Regions from separate parts of the Neogale vison genome. Here region 2 is linked to region 1. A link is a contact called in public Hi-C data. All regions are on one chromosome and are shown on one strand. Each heading gives the region's core, a stretch centred on a gene start, on an enhancer-like site or on the middle of the called end of the contact. The rest is flanking DNA. Distances are from core to core; before and after follow the strand shown. Region 1 holds the start of ZBTB16 (zinc finger and BTB domain-containing protein 16). Region 2 overlaps ZBTB16 (zinc finger and BTB domain-containing protein 16).

Region 1 (4,416 bases), core at 1,099-3,598:
AGCCCGAGAGCGAGTTGTGGAAGGAACGGCGAGCAGGGAGCTGCCGGCCCTCCCTCTCCGACCCAGGGCCGTGACCCCCGGCAGCGACGGGCAGGGTGCCCGGCCGGGGCACGCTGCGAGCGTCCCGGGGAGCGGGCGAGTGAATCGCCGCACGGCGCGTCCCTGCGTTCCCGTGGGTTCGCGGGCCGGCGAGACGGTGCGCATTTCGAGCGCGTGCGGGAGCGTTGGAGGGGCTGTGCGAGCGAGCTGCCGGCGCGCCGGGCTGGGAAACGCGTCCCGAATGCATCAGGTGCAGAGCCGGGGCACACCGAGCGCGGCCCGGAGCGCACAGCGAGCTCCGGCGCCACGGCCGGTCCCGCCCAAGAGCCGAGGAGGGTCTGCGGCTCCGCCACGGCCGCCCCTCCCCCCCCAAAAGGGTGGGGGGTCAAGTCCAATCCGGAAAAAAAAGCCCACCACGTTTTTCAAAGAGAAAGCAAAACCCAAGTGAATCCGAGTCCTGTTCCCCTCCGCCCCCAGATCCACTCCTCGGATCCTCGGATTCTAGCTTCCCAGCCGGCCGGCGAATAAACACAAATAAAGCACAACCCTATCGCGCCCGCGCACCGGTCCGCATACATATGAGCACCCACCGGCTCGCCGCTCCTCCGCCGGCCCCTGGTGGTACAAAGCCTCCGGTTCCCCGACCCTCTGCTCGCGCCTCCAGCCCCCCCAAGACCGCTCTGCCTCCCACCTCTCACCCCGACCGTGCCCTAGAGAGGAAGGGTTGGGGAGGCAGCTGCGCCCAAGCTGACAGCCGGGGCTCCCCTTCTAGCCGACCCCCAACCGGCGGTGGCGACGGCTGCCGCAGCAGGAAGGGAACGAGCCGAATAAAATAAGGCACCAGCCCGGCGGCCGAGTGGCCGAAGGGAGCGCGCCCCTCGGACCTCTCCAGCCCCGGGGCGCCCCGGCGCGCGCCTACGGCTAAGCGGTGCGCCCCTCCCCGGCCCCTCACTCACCGCTGCCGAGCCGGACGCTGGGGGTGGGTGTGCGTGCCTCTTGGGGGTGTGTGCCTGTGTCGGGGAGGGGTGTTGCTGGGAACTGTTGCTCTCGGTATCACGGCGGCAGCGGCGGCAGCGCCCGGCAGTTCGCAGTACCCGCTCTCATCGCCCTCAACTCCTCTCTGCTGCGAGGTTAGCAAATCACCACCGGCTGCGGCGCCTCCGCCGCGTCCCACGTCAACGCCGAGCCCCCTCCCCTGCGAGGCCCCGGCGCCTCTCCATCTTTAGTGCTGGCGGCCGAGCCCGGCTCGCTGCCCACAGCTGCCCCCCTTCCCTCCCCCCTCCCGCGCCGTCCCCCGGCTCAGCCCGCCCACCCCCACCCCCCTCCCGCACTGGCCGAGCCCGCGCGCGCTCCCCGCCCCACCCCTCCCCTTCCCGCCTCCCCTCCCCTCCCCTCCCTTCCCCGCGCGCGGCGCTCTGGGCTTCGCCTGACATCTAGCTGCTGCTGGGGCGCCGGCGGCCGCCGCTCACCGGCCCAGCGCAGAGGGAAGAAGGAGCTCGCGGAGAGCGGTGCCAGGGACTCGGAACCCTCCGTGCCGGCAGTGGAGGTGAGGGGCGAGGAGCAGCCCCCGCCTTCAACCCCAGGCTTTTTATTTCCTTTGGACACGGGTTTTCTTCTTCCCTGCTGCCCCAGGCGCGGAGTTTCGTCCGCGGCTCCGGTGTTTGCCTCGATTCTGTGTGTGTCATCTCGCCTTTCACTTTTCTCCGGGCTCGGGGCTGCATCCCCTGTACCCCGACATCGGTGGCAGAAGGTCCCTTTCTGAGCCCAAGCCCAGGCCTTCCATGCCTATGGCATCCGGATTGCGAGAAGTCTCCGGGCGCGCAGTTCGCAGGCCCTGGGGAGCCTGGTGCCAGAGGGTCCGCGAGAAACAGTCGTAGAAGGGAGAGCCCTCCCCCACTTTAGCTGTGGGCATCCCGGGAGGCCGAGATCGAGGCCCGAGAGGAACTTTCATCCCTCTCAGTCCTGGGCATCCCCTGGGCTTTGCCCACCCCACCCCCACCCCCGCCAGGGAACCTGGTGAGACAACAGTTCCTGAGAACAGCGTCCTGCTCAGGCAAAGCCTTCAAGGGGCGAGTGAAAGCTTGAAAAAGCTCCAGAGCCCCCTCGCTGTCCGGCAAGAGCCTTCTCCTCTCAGAGGGCTGCTCCACTTTAGGGAGGGGAGCTGAGGTCACTAACCTCTGGGATACGGACACCAGAAGAAACCTACCTTTCCTCTGGCGGTGGAGAGTCCCCTCCTGCCCTCTTTTCCTGGAGCTTAGCGGTGGTAGGGGCCAGAGGTGGGAAGCTCTCTGGTAAGCACTGGCCTTGACAGCTGGCTAATGACCGGGATGCTGGGGGTGAAGGTGGTGGAGAGCGCCCTCCCTGGGTCTCCGGGCTGTCAGCCCTGGAGGTCATGCAGTCAGCATCTCCCGCCTTTAGTCAGGGAGAACTGAGTCCCCACATTCTGTCCTTAACATGCTGCTGGCTCAAAGGTTTGCGCAGGACTCACATACAATCACATTCCAATGCTTGTCACTGGTACTGCCCCAGACCTAGAGTGAGGCCCCAAGAACTGTAGGGTCATGGAAGGTGGCAGACACCAACTAGAGGCAAAAATCCGCTTCTGGGCCACTGAAGGCAGGAGTACAAAGTGCTCAGAATCCCAAGAACAGCTAAGGGGGAACCGTCCCAAGGACAAGAAGTTCCATCCCTGGAAGCATGCTCCAGTCTCCTAGCAGGGAGAGGGCTCAGCCTTGCTCGAGTCAGAGGAGAGGAGAGAGCAGAGAAGCCACTGGGAAGTGAAGGGAGGGAGCCAGTTACCCTTAGACAGTCCTGAATACAGCGACACCTAACCAATCCCCAGAACCCTGGTCCCTAGGTATTAACAGTAAAAAGCAATCCCAGTTACAGACTGTTTTTCTAGCTAAGGTCTACACTATCTGCAAGACGAAAGGCATTTAAAGGAAGTTAAGAAACTGGTCTGCAAGGAGAGCACTAGGAGAGGGATGTAAAAACAGAAGAAAGACCCTCCTAGTGCCTCACCAGGGAAAGAGAAGAAATGACCGTTGAACTTGTTGAGCCTCTGCCCGGAGATGTTGCCTGCGGAAGGTTGCCGCCCTGCCATCCACATCCACCTACCAGCCCCTCCTAAGCGCAGTAGCAGGAGAGGCACACAATTAACCCTTGATCCTAATCTCCTATTAATCCTCAAATCAGAGAAAGAGAGAAGCCTTGGAAACAATGGGAGAGCTAGAACAATCCCTCCACCGCCCTGAACTCCCCCCCCAACCATCCCTTGCCATATTCACTCGATGTGAAAATCTCCCTTGCTTCATAAACTCTGCCCATTAAAAAAGCCCAACCCTTGTTAGTAAGTGTTAAAGAGAGATTAATGCCTGAATTTAAGAGGTGGAGAAGGTAACAAAAAGGAGGAAGGCAGTCAAGGCTGTGGGCTGAAAGCCAGCATTGGGCTCCAAGCATTTCCACTTAGCACTGAAGGCTAGCTGCCGGGCGGTTTGATAAGGTTTATTGGGCCCAGATAAAGCAGCAGCAGCTCCCTCACCAAAACTGGCACCATTTTTAGCCAGAGTTGTGTCTATGGGCCTCCCGAAAGCTGAGGAGAATCCCCAGTTCAGAGATTTCATATGGCGGCACCGAAAGACAGTGGGGTGGAAAATCACAGAAGAAAGCTAACACTCTCTCTCTGATGTTCATGTATTTGTAGTGATTTTATTTTATTTTATTTTATTTTTACTTGAAGGGTATGGTAAGGGAAGCTGGGACATCAGTTCAGACAGGTCTAAAAATAGGAGAGACCTCGGTCTTACCAGACCATGCTAGAGACGGGGGAATAGATGAATTGACCTTTGAATAGAATTCCACATTAAATCTTCCTATTCCCCCGTCTCCTTCTTCTTATTCACACACCTTCCACGGGTAGCAGCCTTTCAGAGCGCAGTTTCTGGAAGAGGGGCTTTGTTCGGTCTAAGGGATCTTACAAGGAAAAGACAGTGGGAATAAGAACTCATTCTGAGCACAGACCATGCATCTTAACACATTACCTATCCTGGGTATTTAATCCTTGTTACAACCCTATTCAGGCAGGTGCTAGTATTGCCCCCATTTCTCAGATGGGAAAACTGAGGTTAAGCATCCTACCCAAGACTGCAGAGCTGAGGCTTTAAATCAGACCATTACAGAGCTCATGATCTTCACTTCTAGATGGTACAGCCTCTAGCAAGACAGAACAAGGAAAACTGGGTTTTGATTTTCTTTCTCCTCTTCCTCCCCTGAGGCAGAGAGCTGCCAGTAAGCCTGGCAAGCTGAGGACCAAGCCATTCGCCACTGAGTGGTGCCACCAGGTAAACAGGCTTAGGTCACCTTCCCTCCTTTCTCAAA
Region 2 (4,416 bases), core at 1,194-3,693, 120 kb before region 1:
ATGAGACGGTATCTGAGTAGGGATGCTGAAGGGAGAAGCACGCCCCTGTCTAAGGAAGCCCATTCCAGACAGAGGAGGAAAAGGAGGCCAGCGGGCTGGAATGAAGCCAGGGAGGAGAGATGCGGTCAAGGAGGGGATGGACGACAGGAACCGAAATCAACAGTCAAGGGGGAGAACAGCCAGAAGATGGAGAGGGCTGGACCCTTGCCATCCTCCCTCAAGATGACAGATCTGAGCGAACAGCACCCTCTAGAGTGGGGAATACCGGGTCCTGGGCCTGCCCAGCCACTCCCGGCCGCGGACACCACCATGACCCTCCTTCCCGAGCTGGGAACTGGGATGTGCCCGGGTGAAGACGGAAGGGGAAGATGGATCTTGATGAACACGAGCGCCTCGTCAATCACCACGCACTCGGCAGATACACGCGCTCTCCGATGCTAGGGATACCTCAGGAGCAGGACAGCATGCATCAGAGCTCAGGATTTGGGTCCGATGGGTCAGAGTTCGAATCCCAGCCAGGTTAGTCATGAGTTGTGACCCTGCCCCGAGCACGCTGCCTGATCTCAGTGGGTCTGTCGCCCCCTCTGTAAAATGGGAATAAAAGAAAGTCCCTCGGAGGACGTGACATGGTGGGTAAAGGGCTCGGCCCTCTATCCAGGGGAGGGGGTGGGCAGATACCCACAAGGAGCAGCTACCATCACCACCAGTCAGGCTCAGGGTCACGATTCCTTGAAAGAACTTCTCCGTGCAAAGTATGATTGATTTTACTCAAGTTCAATGTACAGTTATTTGGAGGTCATTAATCTTGTGTAAAGTGAGGCTCACGTTTATAAAGACATATTTCACTATAATCTCTCTCTCTCTCTCTCACACCCACACACACCCCTCATGCCTCTCGTTTAAAGGTGAGTGATTGTCTTGTTGAGGGGAGCAGGAAAATCTGTCAAAGGACCAGCATTGGCAGCTGCTCCCCAATTCGGGTCCGAAATCCTCCCCGGGTGAGCCCAAGGAGCCACAAGCCAGCGTCCTGCTCGGCCTGGCTCTTCTGGGTCTTCCCGGGCAAGCAGACTGGAAGCTCTGTGCGAGCAGGCGTGCTGGCCTCTGGCCTGTCCCCGCTCTTTCCCAGGGGCCAGCTCCCTCCCTGGCCTGTAGCTGTGATCACGGTCCCTCCAGAAACAAAGAAGCCCTCCGGCAGGTTCCAGGCCCACAACTGGCCTGGGAAGAGGGCAGTGGCCATTCAGGGCACTGCCAGGCTGTCCCCTAGGGGGTGGCAGAGTCCTTATTCTACAGACTCTGCGTTCTCCACTGGGCCTTCTGAAAACTCAAAGACGTGGTCTCAGCTGGCACTGAGGCAGTTTGGGGCAGAGAAAGGGTGGAAATGGGGCTGTCTGCTTCCTCTGGAGCATGGCCTCCCTCTGTTCCCCACCTAGCTGCCCAGCACTCGCATCCCTGCAAGAGAAAAAGCAACCCCTCCCTCAGTACACTCAGAAGCTTCCCCCTCAAGAGGCCTCCAACGGCCAGAGAGGACCCCAAATGGGCTGGCAGAAATCTGCTGAGCGACCCCTTGCTGCCAGTCCAGACCTAGAGTTTATCTGAGGTTCGGTGGTAAAGAGACGGACAGACAGACACCCTCGCCCTGCCAATCCCAGGAGATCCTGCAGAAAAGGCTCAGGGTGCCTCGTGAGCTACCCAGGGGGAGCAGGAGTGCTTGAGTCTCTGAATCTCCCAGACTCCTACACTGTCCTATTCCTCCCTGCCTTCTGGATGCCTCCAGAAGGTCAGACAGGGGCTCTAGGAAGGAAGAGGGCCCCACGCAGGTTACGATGAGCTAGAAAGAAAGGAGGCAGCCACCACAGCCCTCAAGGAGGCTGGGGATGGTCTAAGGCTTCCATGTGTGTGTGTCGGGGTGGGGGGCCCTTTTGCTCTGTGCTAAGGATCACCCCAACTCACAGTAATCAGAGGAGTCCCAGGCCTGGAAACCCCTTTCAAAACCATAAAGTTTTCCCTAACCACCCAGCCTTCCAACAACAGAGCTGAAATCCAGCACAAACTCATCAGGCTCCCCGCAGCTGTCCCCCCTCCCCTGCCAGCCCCCCACACTCCCTTTGGCATCTCCCCTCTGCAAAGGGTGCAACCTTCCTCCCTACTTGCCCCCTCAACCAGAAACAGGGTGGGGGGTGGTCGCCAGCATCCAGGAAGGGGAGTAGCAGTGGCCAAACACAGTCAGAAGTAGGCTGGTGTCTCTCTGAAGTAAATAAGGCAGAAGCCAATGAAAGAAAAAAAAAAAAAAAAGCCAACTCCCTCCTTTTCCCACCCCCATGCTAATAAGAAGGCGGGGGTAGGGGGGGCTCTGAAAAAAACCCACTTCACATTTGCCAGCATCTCATGTGGAGTAGTGTGTGCTTTTTCTTTTAATTCCTTGAGATTTTAAAATAAACATCTTGAATGTTCTGATGAGATACGCATGCCTGCTTACATAAGGAAGTACAGAGTGTACCAAAACAGCAGACCCAAAAAAGCATAAGCTGTCAGAACAATGAGTACAGACACGGGGCATTTACAGCGGGCCGTGGTGTACACTTTTATTTACAGTACCTCTTATCAGACAGAGAACACCGGCTGCCGATCCCAAAGGCCAGCACTGCGTGTTCTTTCACTCAAGGAGATGTGTACTCCCCGAGAGGATCTGGAAGGCGGGCTCGTTGCCCGCTTGCTCTCCCTCTCTCTCCAGCTCGCTCCTTCTCCTGGATCAACACAACAACAGCTGATCCAGAACCAGAATCTCGGGGAGGGACACTCCTTTGGGGACGGGGGTGGGGGGAGCTGTGAGCAGATGCAGGCTGGACAGGAGACCGGCTCAGGGTACAGTTGGAGGAGAGTTTGAGCCTAGCCAACAAGGGAGTGGGGGCAGGGCACCCACGACAGGATGGGGGAGAGGGGCAGGGGGGCCGTGAATGAACTAAGGGTGCAGGCCCCAATCCAAGGGAGGATGGAGGAAGCCACCGGGGTCGTCTCCAAGCCGTGCCAACAGAGACGGGGACTAACAGGGGACTGTGAGTGGCAGGTTTTTGGACCTCTAGATGTCAGTTCCCCATCAATGACTTGCTAAGGGGCTGGACCTCTCACACGGGGCTCAGCGTCCGCCCCGTCAAAGACCAGACTGTGCAATGGGTCAGAAGGAAAGGCTGAGGCATCTGCAGTCTGAGAGCGCACTTCTTACCCCACCCGATAAACCTCACGCTGTCGGGAGGTCCCACGGTGCCCTGGTGGGCTTGGCTGTCACTGGGATCCTGGGTCTTCCTTGTCCCTTATGCCTGTAACTCTGCTCTCAGAGAGCCTTTGGAGCTCTCTTGGTCACCAGCTGCAGCACCAGCGGGAACCCAGCCGGCTTAGAAACGCAGCCCCTGGCCACCAGTATCAACTCATGTGCTCGGTATACCAGACAGGTCAACAACCCTTGTTCCGGGGTCAGACAGACCAGGTTCAAGTCCTGGTTCTGTCATTCCTCGCTGGGCAAGTGAATTCTCCTGTCCCGGCCTATCTTATAATTGGGCACAAAGCAGCTGCCTCCCAGGGCTGAGTGAGGACTCATTTAAACAGCATAGGTAACCGCTCCAACAGCACGCCTGGCGCACGCGAGGGACTCCATCAACGCAGCCCGACGGCAGCAGCATCACTGTCGCCACTGCCCTCCCCCACTGGTAAGGCCTGGGCCCGGGAAAGCAGCAAAGGCCTGCAACCCACCTATCAGAACATTTGCAATATTCTCACCACCCAGCCAAAACACAGGGAACAAAAGAAGGGAGACAAGATGCCCACTCTGGACAAGTCCTCAGCAGATGTTCTCTGGGGGATGGAAGATAAAAGAAGCAGAAGACACGAACGACTGGGTACCTCCATGAAACCCCTCTAGAAACCAACAATGCACACAGAGCCCCGGGCGGGAGGGGGGAGGCTCCGTCAATGGAGTGTCTGTCTCTTGACTTTAGCTCAGATCATGATCTCGGGGTCGTGAGACGGGGCCCCATGTGGGGTTCCACCCCGGGCGTGGAGCCTACTTAAGATTCGCGCTCTTCCTCTTCCCTCTGCCCCTCCCACCTAAAATAAAAAACAAAACAGACCAACAATGTACAAGTAAAGACAGGGCCCTAGTCACTCTTCGCTGGGAGAAGGTCGAAGAAATGGCAGCTCTCCAGTCAGCTCTCAACACTCACGGCCAAGTTTTGACAGCACTATCAACCTCCTTCTAAAATGAGTGCAAGCCTATTTAAGGTGAATTATTTTAAATAAAATACAAGTGGGATAATTAATCTGTCACAACAAAAACAACAGCACGCAAATCTTCCCGGGGTCGAAGCAAGAGTATTGATTTGGGGGTTCGTCTTAGGGCTGCCTTTAACCCCTTTCTTCCCCAGG

Evidence for each region. Hi-C and Micro-C count contacts between places; a contact is called where the count stands out from the background.
Region 2: a contact with region 1 is called in a Hi-C map of fibroblasts, with 4 times the contacts expected there. The contact joins the enhancer-like site here to the promoter of ZBTB16 in region 1. A contact is called at or near these places in 3 of 3 Hi-C or Micro-C datasets (fibroblasts, muscle and tongue).

The regions. Positions count from the first base shown.
Region 1 is chr7:104,359,701-104,364,116 of ASM_NN_V1, reverse strand. ZBTB16 (zinc finger and BTB domain-containing protein 16) reads right to left here and starts at 2,348. Exons shown (of 7, transcript XM_044257875.1): 1 at 2,246-2,348.
Region 2 is chr7:104,476,943-104,481,358 of ASM_NN_V1, reverse strand. All of the region lies in intron 3 of ZBTB16 (zinc finger and BTB domain-containing protein 16), which reads right to left. Among named protein-coding and RNA genes, the nearest start is that of NNMT, 110 kb to the left of the region's middle. Within about 2 kb of position 2,443, the one cell type or tissue checked has open chromatin away from gene starts, as enhancers often do. A contact at or near this core is called in fibroblasts, where this site is marked.